3 separate regions of the Mus musculus genome follow, and all the other regions are linked to region 2. Evidence: chromatin contacts called from public HiChIP or PLAC-seq and promoter capture Hi-C data. All regions are on one chromosome and are shown on one strand. Each heading gives the region's core, a stretch centred on a gene start, on an enhancer-like site or on the middle of the called end of the contact. The rest is flanking DNA. Distances are from core to core; before and after follow the strand shown.

Region 1 (3,304 bases), core at 398-2,897, 2.0 Mb after region 2:
CTATCTGTGGAGCAGATGAGATCCCTTCTAATCAGTGGCATAAAAGTTCTTTTAGGAACTTTGTTTCCTCTCTGTCTGTTGCCAGCTGCACAAATACAGTATGAGGAGTGTATAAAATCTAGGTTTTTCCTTTTATGATCTTGACAATGTTTTTTGTTTGTTTGTTGTTTGTTTTCAAGTATCTGAAACTCTGGTGTTTGGTATTTATTAACTGTTACTCGTATTAACCAGATTCCAGTTTTCATCCCTTATCATTCCTTTCCAATTGTAAGTGCCCTGAGAATTGAAATGGCTTTACAGTTATTTGGTTTTGTCCCAGTTCCTTAAGTATAGAGGGAAATTAGAAAGCTGATAGTGTTTTAGATTTCTGTCTTCATGAAATATTAGAACAAGAAAGTACTTCAGTAATCCTATGATCCAAAGTCAAAATTTATTGAAAAAAATGCCATATGTAAAGTGACTTAACTGGAGTTGAACTGTGGATAGAGGCTTTCCTAGAGCAATGAACAGTTTTTCTAATTTTCCTAATGTGCTACTCAGTGACATAATAAGAAATAGCATGTGCTTTTGGAACCTGGCAAATTTGGACTTAGATTGTGTGCCCTTCCCACCATAACAGGCTTCATTTTCTTCATTTTGAAATTATAAATGAATTATTCTGTTTGGTCTCTGTATGTATGAATATGTTTAAATATGCAGTAAGAACTAAAAGAGTAAGTTTGAAAGAATCATTGTTTCCTTTCTTTTCAAACAATATACGACCCTTATAAGAAAACATGTTTTCTGAGATCTCTTCAATTCAATATCAGAAATTGTGCCTTACTGTCACTTATAAGAACTTAAGGAAGGAGGGTTGAGTAATAATACCAATGAAGAAGAATCAGTATATACTAGAAATAGAAATTAGTTCCACCTATAGGAAATACCTTCTCTTTTTCTTACTACCCTCTGCATAAGGGAGTTAAGGTTGATCTAAAACAGTAACACAGCATTTACCTCCCTTGCTCAGGAGTGAGCAAGAGGCTGAGTATGTGAAGTGGTCAAGAAGATGAACAAGTCACTGAACTCACTTCCATGTGAACACAACTGATTGTGAACAATGGAAAGGGAGAGAGTCACAGCATTCTAGGAGTGCTCAGGAGGACTCTGTTCCACATGGTTCAGAGAAGTATGGAGGTCTGCACAGAGCAAACACCCACACAGATAGAGGGGTGCTGATCACCTGCAAGGCAAGAAGGCAAGGAAGAACCATTCCTGGATTGCAGAGCAGAAGGGCAGATCTACTTATCATTCTTGGTAGCTTTTAATTAGGGAGTAGTAACTGACATCTTTGGGGCTCCACCAATAGTCACATTTGTGTTTTGTTCTTTTCTCTCACTCAAACAGGCACATGTCTCCTCCACTTTCTTTGGAATGTTATTAATCTGTCCATCTCCAGGAAACCTGGGTAGCAGCAGAATATTCTCCTGTTGCCATCAGAGTTCCGCTTAGGGAATGTGTGGCTGGGTAATCAAGCAGGGCTGGCCTTATCTGCAAAGAGAACTCTGAATCCTTAGTGCAATAATTTTCCACATTCACAGTACAAAGCAAATACTCTGTGTGAGTAAAACTGGCTTGGCTCCAGCAATAACACAGCTGTTGAAACAGCTTAGTCACCGGGGCAATGGAGACAGTGTGGCAAGAGAATGCTGGGGTGCAGTAAGCTGACATTTAGCTGGCTAGCAGGGGCTCTGAGAGCCAGAACAGATCTGTGGGAGAGCTATGGAGAGGCTGCTCCCCGCCCACAGGCATCCCCTTGTTTCTTTTGAAGCTGAGCCATAATCCCCTCCCTGGGCAGGGTGCCTAAGGATGAAAACTGAACACATTTTATGACTGATGGGAGAGAAAGAACTGATTCTATCTTTCTAGACACCTGGTTTCTCTCTCTCCTTTATAATGACCTTGTTTGTTTGTTTGTTTGTTTTGTTTCTTGGTTTGTTTTTTTTTTTTAATGTTTCAAGCTAGTTAAAATATAATGTGAAATTTAGTTATAGTTGTTGGTGTGTTGGGGGTGGGGGTGAGGTGTTGTCCTGAACTTATAGAAAAAAACCTCAAGTAGCTCTTTAGTCTTGACTGTTCAGGTAATAGACCAGAAAATCAGAAGGAAAAGCTCCAACCCTTCTGACTGGTGTTTCCTGGATCCCTATAGCAAGAGCATCTGCTAGAGCTTTATCCTGAAGTTCTGTGGACAGATCTGATAAAATACTTTGTTGGTCACATAGGAATTTTGGAAAGCCTAATGAATTGCTAGAGAGCTACCCTGCTGTTCTTTCAGCCTTTGAACAGCTGACCTTCGTGTTTTTTCTTTATCCTGGGCTCTTTTTGCACTGTTTGTTTTGGAAGTTGTTGAGTTAAATTAGCCATCTCTTTCCTTTCCTGGTTACAGTATGAGAATGCAGCTGTCAGTCTGTGAACACTGCCATTGTCTATTTTTAGATTCAGTGTGAATAAAGCTCTCCTCTCTAATTGCAGAGAGAGAGAGAGAGAGAGAGAGAGAGAGAGAGAGAGAGACTGACTTTTACAAGCACCAAATCAGCTATTGTGAGTTATCCTGGGGAGAAAGCAAAGGGTAGCCACTGTCTTTCCAATCCCTCTTTGTCAGGTGTGTTTTCTCTCTGCATGAATGTTGATTATGGTCAAATAAGAATAAGTGTGATCACATTTGTTTTCCAATGTTTTAACATTTGCCAGCTTGGATTGTTCTGTTTTCTCTGGCTTTTTTATGAAAAAAAATACTATAATTGAGTTCAAATTCCTTACAAATTGTTTTTCTTTAGATGTTTTCTGTGTCATCCAATCACATAAAACAAACTGGGAGCTATGAAATACAATGGGCTGTGATTTTCTCTATTTAGCTTTCTAACCAGAAGTCTTCTCTGTACATAGCTGCTAGAAGTGCTTCAATAAGTGGAATACCATGGAATTTAGTAAAACTTGAACCCTTAGTCATCAGACTCTTCCTGCTGCTTAGCCCTGTATTCCTTATAGTCACTCTTGCATTTCCTTCATATTGAATTAATTTCTTTCTCTAATTATTCAGTGTTTTTTAGGGCTTCTATGGATTTTTAGATGTACAGCTTCTTTAATCTGTGGTTGCTTCTACCCCATTGTATCTTGAACTATTATACTGTAGTTAGTAGGTAGATATCACTTTGGATGAGCTGATTCTGAAAGTCACACCTTCTGTGGTCTATTGTTTAACCCAGTGCTCTTAAACACTTTGAGCTACCTATATACATAGGTTTGCTTTTACTGCAGTGCCCAA
Region 2 (3,551 bases), core at 934-3,433:
TAAGAACTTTACCTGGCTTAGAACACAGAAAGGCAGTATTCAGAGCAGTCAAGACCTGGGAATGTGCAACAACTGCTTTGATAACAGCTGTCCTCTGAACCTGGGGCATTTTTAATATACCAAGACCCATTTAGTAAGCCACCAGAAAGGAAGATGCCATGAGATTCACAAGGCTGCATCTTACAGGCTTTACCAGTCACTTGGTCATTTGTGTTTGTTGAGTCTGGGTCAGTTTCCGTTTTTATAAAAGGATTTAACCCCTGCCCTATGACTTAGCTGCTGTGGTCAAATGGAAATAACAAGGCAGGAAGACTGCAAACACCAAAGTACTCCTAAGTGTGTACTACAAAATTTAGAAATGTTACAACAGTAACAGCTTGTGTAGTGTGTTCTATCATTATCCCAGTTTACACAAGGTCATCTCAAGTCTTGGATGGGTTAAATAGCTTCCTCCAGGTTACTCAGTCAGAGAAGCTGATGTAAGAATTAAAACCCATGTGCTCTTAATCACAAAGCCACACTACTTAGATCAATGGTTGCCAATCTTCCTGATGCTGTGACCCTTTAATACAGTTCCTCATGGTGTAGTGACCCCCAACTAATTATTTTTGTTGTTACTTCGAAACTGTAATTTTGCTACTATTAGGAATCGTGATGTAAATACCTGATACATGTAACCCCTGAAAAGGGTTGTTCCACTCCCAAAGGGGTCACAGCCCAGAGGTTGAGAACTGCTGGCTTAGATGATGAAATGGCTTGAACTATTACATAGCTCAGTTACAGTGCAGCACCATGGAGTCAGTTGCAGAAGGGAGGGGTTCAAGATAAATTAAATCTTATAACCCTATTATCTCAGCTATCTCAGTTTGAACACTTGAGACCTTAGTTCAGGCTAGGATCCTTCTTGTTAACCTTCAGTGAGACTCTACATGTAACACACATAGATTTTAAGTACGCACTTGGTACATAAATACACATTAGCTATTAACTGAACATACCGACTGAAACTAATCTTAATTCTAGGATTTTCATTGTTTAGTGTGTGAGAGAGAGGAGAAAGAGAAAGAGACTGAGGGGGGAGGGAGGAAGAGAAGGACAGGGAGAGAGGGACGGAGTGGGTGAAAGAGACTGGGGACAGAGAGAAGAGAGGGAGGGGGGAGAGAAGGAGAGAGAGGGAGAGTGCAAGCCTTTGGGTGCATCAAAGAACAACTAAGGTGGTGGTTCATGCCTTTAATCCCAGCACTTGGGAGGCAGAGGCAGGCGGATTTCTGAGTTCGAGGCCAGCCTGGTCTACAAAGTGAGTTCCAGGACAGCCAGGGCTACACTGAGAAACCCTGTCTCAAAAACAAACAAACAAACAACAAAAAAAAAACAACTACAGGAGTTGGTTCTCTCCTTCCATCCTATAGATTATGGGATTGAATTATAGTAGTCAGGTCTGGTGACAAGCACCTTTATATACCTGCTGTAATAAACACCATGCCCAAACCAACTTGGGGAGGAAAGAGTTTTTTATTTTACTTCCATTTAACAGTTCACCATGGAAAGCAGTTAGGACAGGAACCTGGAGGCAAGAACTAATGCAGAGGCCACGGAGAGGTGGCTTCTTACTGGCTCGTTCACCCAACTTCTTATAGAACGCAGGGCCACTAGCCTGGGGGGGGGGGGCACCCACCATGGACTTATCCTCCCCCATCAATCTCTAATTAAGAAAATGCCTGCTTGCAGCCTGATCTACTGGAGGCATTGTCTCAATCGAGGTCCCCTCCTCTCTCGCTTGAGTCAAGTTGATATAAAACTAGTCAGCACGACTGCTGAGCCATTTCACCAGCCCAAGAGCCTTCATTTTTCAAAGTAGGACTGGCTGCAGGTAGCTTCGATGCTACAGAATTCAACAACTTACAGTTCTGGTTTTTAACTGAAAATCGCAGAGAGCGCATGTCCCGAGCGCTCCCACAGTCAGCCCAGCCCTGCCCGGCTGCTTACCGAGGACTGGCCCGGGAAGTCCTGCTTAAATGTGGTGGCCAACGAAATGGGCAGCACCACGGCACGAGAATTCCATTGCTCAGGCTCTTGTCCCACGTGGATGGCCTGAGTGGCGAAATGCTGGAAACTAGGCAGGAAGCCGCTCAAAGAGGCGTCCTTCTGCATGCTGGGGCAGGAGTGCGAGGTGTTGCTTTGGCTAAAACCTTCTGGACTTTGGCGCTTATATCCAGGGTGGGGAGGGGCCGACGCAACCAATCATCGCTGGTCCCTAGGCAGCGGCCCTGCTTATTGGTCGGCAGTGGAGGTGTTGCCCCGATCGTTCCTGCCCCGCCTCCCAGTGGCACAGAGCAGTGCCCACGTGGGACACCTCAGCACTGAGGTGCAGCACTCAGCCCAGAGATCCCCTTTGTCTGCAGGATAGGGACGCAACCTCCAGCAGCCTCGCGTGGCCCCAGAGTTCCGGCAAGGGTCACGCAGGCAGGTGCTTCCCTCGGATCTGAGGACCGCCACAGCTGTGCCACCAGCGCCCGCGTCTCTACTCTGGCCAAGATCAGGCCTTAAGGCCCAAGCTTTGCTCCCAAAAAGACGTAGCTTTGACCTAATTTTACACCTTGTCCGAGAACTGGGGAATTTAAGGAGTTTCTGTACCTGGGAAGTCGAACCTAAAACTTTGTTTTTTTTTTTGTTTTTTTTTTTTAAGATTTATTTATATTTACTTATTATTATATGTAAGTACACTGTAGCTGTCTTCAGACACACCAGAAGAGGGAGTCAGATCTCGTTACGGATGGTTGTGAGCCACCATGTGGTTGCCGGGATTTGAACTCAGGACCTTCAGAAGAGCAGTCGGGTGCTCTTACCTGTTGAGCCATCTCACCAGCCCGAACCTAAAACTTTGAAACACTGTTGAACGAATTTGGAAGGTGTTAAGGAATAAACAACTGATTTTAAAAGCTACGGTTTGGAAAAGCTACGAAGAGCAAACACAATCAGTATGCTTTTCAAATTAGCTCCAGACACAATCACCTTCCAGAACCAAGTGTACACTGCCAGAGGCACAGGGGAAGCGGGTAGCCTCTGAAACACTAACGGGTTACCATGCTTGCTTGATTAGTATTTCTCCTTTTAAAGTATGTTCTCAGCCTGAGTATATTTTAACGATGTGTTTGTGTGTGTGTGTGTGTGTGTGTGTGTGTGTGTGTGTGTATTGCACCACATGCATACTTGATGTCTACAGAGGTCAGAAAGGCTGTTGGATTCCCCTGGAACTGCATTTGGAAACAGATGTGATCTGCGTGTGGGAGAGAAAGCCAAGCCCTGGTGCTCTGGAACCAATGCTCCTGCGGGCAATGCTCTTGCTCCCTGAGCCATCTCTAAAGACGTAAGTACATTTTGATGAGATCACAGAAAACACCGAGGAGTAGAAGGGCCTGAAACAGTTCTGAGTCCAGTTCTAAGTACAGTTGGTAAGCCCTGGGTTATACAAACATGGATGTTTTCTATTTGTTTGTATACTTGTCTGTTTATCGTATTTGAGAGTGCAGAGGAATGTGTGGCACACCCAT
Region 3 (3,706 bases), core at 809-3,308, 1.9 Mb after region 2:
TTTGTTTTGGGAAGGAGGAAGAAATGTGGTCTTATCAGAGAAGAGTTTTCACCAGGGGTAGAATTTGAAGTTTCAAACGGCTCAGGGATTCCCTGTTATCTTTCCCTCTCCCTCCTACTTGGGAATCAACTGTTCCTTTGCCATACCTTTACTCTAAAATCATGAACTCTCACTCACTGGCACTGTAAGTCCATATAAACTCTTTATTCTAGAAATTGTCAAGGTCATGATGTGTTATCATGGATATAGAAAAGTAACTAAGACTCTATCTGATTTTATGCTTAGGCTTGATGAAGCAGGGACGGTGATATAAAAAGATGATTCTTAAAGGGCCATGAGCCAATTGAAATGAACACTTCAGTTTTAGCAATCCCATTATCCAGTTTCCAGCAGGATCCCTATGGAATAAGGATATCAATTTCTTCCTCCCTTCCCTCCTTTTTCCTTTTCCTTCCTTCTTTTTCTCTCCTCCTCCTCCTCCTCCTCCCTCTTTCTTCTTCTTCCTCTCTCTCTCTCTCTCTCTCTCTCTCACACACACACACACAGCAATTACAATTTGGAAAATCATTATACAGTGAATCACAACTACCCTGTAGTTCCTTCAGAATACTCTTGAAGTTTTGATATAATCTCTAGTGCTCAGGAAGGAAAAGAAAACACATTAAGATTGTAAGCAAATGTTGGACAAGTAACTGAAGGAAGAAGAGGACAGTAAATAGTTCCTCCACAGGAAGATGACAAGAAGCAAGAAATCAGGTATGCTGGTGGCTTTGGAAACCTGTACTGGGAGGCCAGGAGGTACCTTTATAAAGCTAATGTGTGATTTGAGTTGCATTGGCTAAATAGACAGTTTATGAAACATGGAAAAACCAGGCCCTGGAGTTTGGGTCAGCCTTATCAAGAAATCTCTTAAGATCACCACTTTTCCTTGGATGTAGTGTATCAATATAAGTAAATCTCTCAAAGAGCTAACATTCTCTTTCCTCCTCTGCCTTCCATGGGGTTTGAATCTAGGACCTCAGATCAAGTTAAACAAGAGGCCCAGATCACTTTTTAGTTTTTGTTTTGAGATAGGGTCTCTAAAATTATCCAGGTTGGTCGTAAATTACTAATCCTCCTGACTCAGCCTCCTAGTAGCTGTGACCACCCACCTGAAACTCTAACTGGTACTATTTAACATGTATACTACCTACCCAACTAAAGTCCTTTAGGCTTTTTAAATGCAAGCTGTGGGCTTGCTTAAACATTCACTCATTTATTCATTCCACCAAAGTTCATGCAGGGTCTCCTAGTGTGAGAATTTTGTTAGGCACTGAGGGGTGGGGGCAGATACAAAGAGAATTGAACTTGGTCCCAGTCTCCCAGAAATTTACAGCTTAGTAATGGAAACAAATGTGCATTCATAAGACCTTATAGAAGGTGAAAATGTGAGAGCATGATTGGAGGGGATCGACCCTTGGAACATAAAGGTGGTGTAAAAAACCAAAACAAGAATTTTAAAACAAGTCGAGTTTTCAATGAACTTTAAAGCGTTTAGGTAATAGTCAACACCAAGACTGGCAGTCCAGGGTAGAGTAAGGAACAGACGTTTGATTTGTCTGGATAATAAGGCTCTTGAAGGGCCGTGTAATGAGGAATTTAGCGGGTTATAATTCCAGGATAGGGCAAGGCAGAAGGTACCAGAACAGAGACCTTATTTCTTCTCTTTATACTTTGACTTAACTTCATTAGACTCCTTTTTAAAATTCACCTCTTTCCTAGCGTTCAAATGGCTGGTGGTGGGGTGGGTTCAACATGTAAGTTAAGGGTTTGCAAAGAGGCCCATGAGTAACTTAAATCCCATACTTTGGGAACCCGAAAAGGAAACATGGTAGAGACTGCGTATGCCAAGCCCATTTAACAACACCAGCCACCCGACCCCCCTCAAGATGTTAGCTGTTGCCGGGGCAAGCTGCAGGCCAGACCTGAGGGCGGGTAGCCAGAGCTGGCGGGAGCTGAGATCCCTGAACTGGCGGGCCAGGGTTGAGGAAGAGAGGGAGGGAGGGAGGGAGGAAGCGCGAGAGGGAGGGAGGAAGAAAGAGAGGGAGGCGTGTCATGTGATCCGCTTCCCTGCTTCTTTAAGCGTCCACTGGCTGCCGGGCGGCCGCAGTCTCAGCTCTGGGCATCTGGGGAGCCCAAGCGGCTTCGCCCAGGCATCCGCGCGGGCGCCTGCGGTCTGTCCCACCTCCTCTGCTAACGCACCCTTGAAGTTTTGCAGCACCAGGAAAAGAGGGCAAGGAAGAAGGAGAGGGGAAGCGAAAGCATACCCTAAAACATTTACTTAAAGGAGAAAAGAAAGGGGGTCGCAGAAATGGCTGGGGCAATTATAGAAAACATGAGTACCAAGAAGCTCTGCATTGTTGGAGGGATTCTTCTGGTTTTCCAAATCGTTGCCTTTCTGGTGGGAGGCTTGATCGGTAAGTGTGAGAGCTGCAAACTTTCCCCTTTCCCTTTCTTCGGCCCTTCCCTCTTTTGCCTCTTGGGCTACTTGTTACAGTATCGCTGCCTTGCCTCTATGATCTAATTAGTCCGGCTATTGTGCTTAAGAAAGCAGAGCTCCATGGGGCTCCATGGGGCACAATCCAGTCTAGTGGCAAAGAGAAAAGGAGGGGAAAAGTTTTGGCCTAGTTTCAGTATCCACTTGAAAGGCAGGAGGGGGTGGGGGTGGATCTTAAGCATGGCGACGGATCGCGAGGAAGTGCTGGGTCGCAAAGTTGATTGCTCCCCGTGCTCTTTCCCTCGCCCGCCCCCCTTTCCCTCTCGGTTCCCTTCCAATCAGCACCGGGAGGGCAACGTAATCGACTTTATTAGGAATAACAGGGGAGTCGGGAGCTAAGCCCTGTGCCAGCCGCGAGCTGTTACTGGCTGTGGCTTGTGTAAATGCATTAGGTTGTCTCGGCGAGGGACTAGAGCTGGTTTTAGGGTCTCAACCTTTAAGCCCTTGGCTTCCATGCCGCCACCCCACCCATCTCTGGCGGTGGACTTGTTTGAACTGAGGACTCATAGAGTGGTTTGGGAGAGTCCTGGCCCTCTCAGCACGAACTTGGAGAGGGCGTAGGAGAAAGCCTGTCTGAAAGGTGTTGCTTTTGCCTCTTGTCCCCTCTGCCATCTCCCCTCCCCCTCTGCTTTGAGCCCCAAGATCCAGTGAGTCTGAAGCCTGAGGTCCTCCCCTGGCGCCAGGAGGATGTTTCCTGCTCCCTCCTGGGCTGCCCTCAGGTGACAGCTCCCAGGCGCCAGGGAGACTTTCTCAGTGCGCACCAAAAAAAAAAAAAAAAAAAAAGGCTTCGAACGTAACTGACCTTCTGCCTTAGGATCCACTCGGAAAACTCAACTTACTCCTACTGTCTTTTCCACCTCATGTCCCTTTCTCCTCAAGGTTCCGGACATCCTTGGACAAACTTCAGTGCCAACTTCGGAGCGGGCGCTGCTGGGCAGCTTAGCTTCCTTGGGGCTGGCTGTTGCTCTTGGCTGGGTGGAAGAGCTCAAGCAGGGGTCTGTGCTTCTTGAGGGAGTCCCTGGGCAGCGCAGGAGCTCCCTTGAGGGGGTGAGAGTAGTGGGTACGGTGTTTTTCCTATAGACTAGGGTGTGTTGGGTTAGCATTCCAGAGTGTCTGGTAATGGCAATCTTTGTAACACCAGGCTAAGTGTTTTAAACAAAGGAGAGGAGA

Evidence for each region. Promoter capture Hi-C pulls out the DNA fragments that hold promoters and counts their contacts. HiChIP or PLAC-seq counts read pairs in DNA pulled down with a chosen protein or histone mark.
Region 1: an HNF4G HiChIP or PLAC-seq map of pancreatic cancer cells shows a contact between it and region 2. The contact joins the enhancer-like site here to the promoter of Cth in region 2. A contact is called at or near these places in 5 of 39 promoter capture datasets (the 3T3-L1 cell line, cranial neural crest, hippocampal neurons and 2 more) and 1 of 115 datasets of contacts at active chromatin or transcription factors (pancreatic cancer cells).
Region 3: a contact with region 2 is called in a promoter capture Hi-C map of embryonic stem cells, with 5 times the contacts expected there. The contact joins the promoter of Wls here to the promoter of Cth in region 2. A contact is called at or near these places in 4 of 39 promoter capture datasets (the 3T3-L1 cell line, cranial neural crest, embryonic stem cells and 1 more) and 2 of 115 datasets of contacts at active chromatin or transcription factors (astrocytes and stem cell-derived neural progenitor cells).

What each region holds. Positions count from the first base shown.
Region 1 is chr3:159,883,789-159,887,092 of GRCm38.p6, forward strand. All of the region lies in intron 2 of Wls (wntless WNT ligand secretion mediator), which reads left to right. Among named protein-coding and RNA genes, the nearest start is that of Gm23941, 31 kb to the right of the region's middle. Within about 2 kb of position 1,648, at least 237 of the 459 cell types and tissues checked have an H3K27ac peak or open chromatin away from gene starts, as enhancers often do. A contact at or near this core is called in hippocampal neurons, pancreatic cancer cells and pre-B cells, where this site is marked.
Region 2 is chr3:157,922,880-157,926,430 of GRCm38.p6, forward strand. It overlaps Cth (cystathionase (cystathionine gamma-lyase)), which reads right to left and starts at 2,184. Exons shown (of 12, transcript NM_145953.2): 1 at 1,987-2,184. The coding sequence starts at 2,151. It overlaps 1810013D15Rik (a long non-coding RNA gene), which reads left to right and starts at 2,329. Exons shown (of 6, transcript XR_867796.2): 1 at 2,329-2,467; 2 at 3,224-3,367.
Region 3 is chr3:159,837,592-159,841,297 of GRCm38.p6, forward strand. Wls (wntless WNT ligand secretion mediator) reads left to right here and starts at 2,059. Exons shown (of 12, transcript NM_026582.5): 1 at 2,059-2,456. The coding sequence starts at 2,351.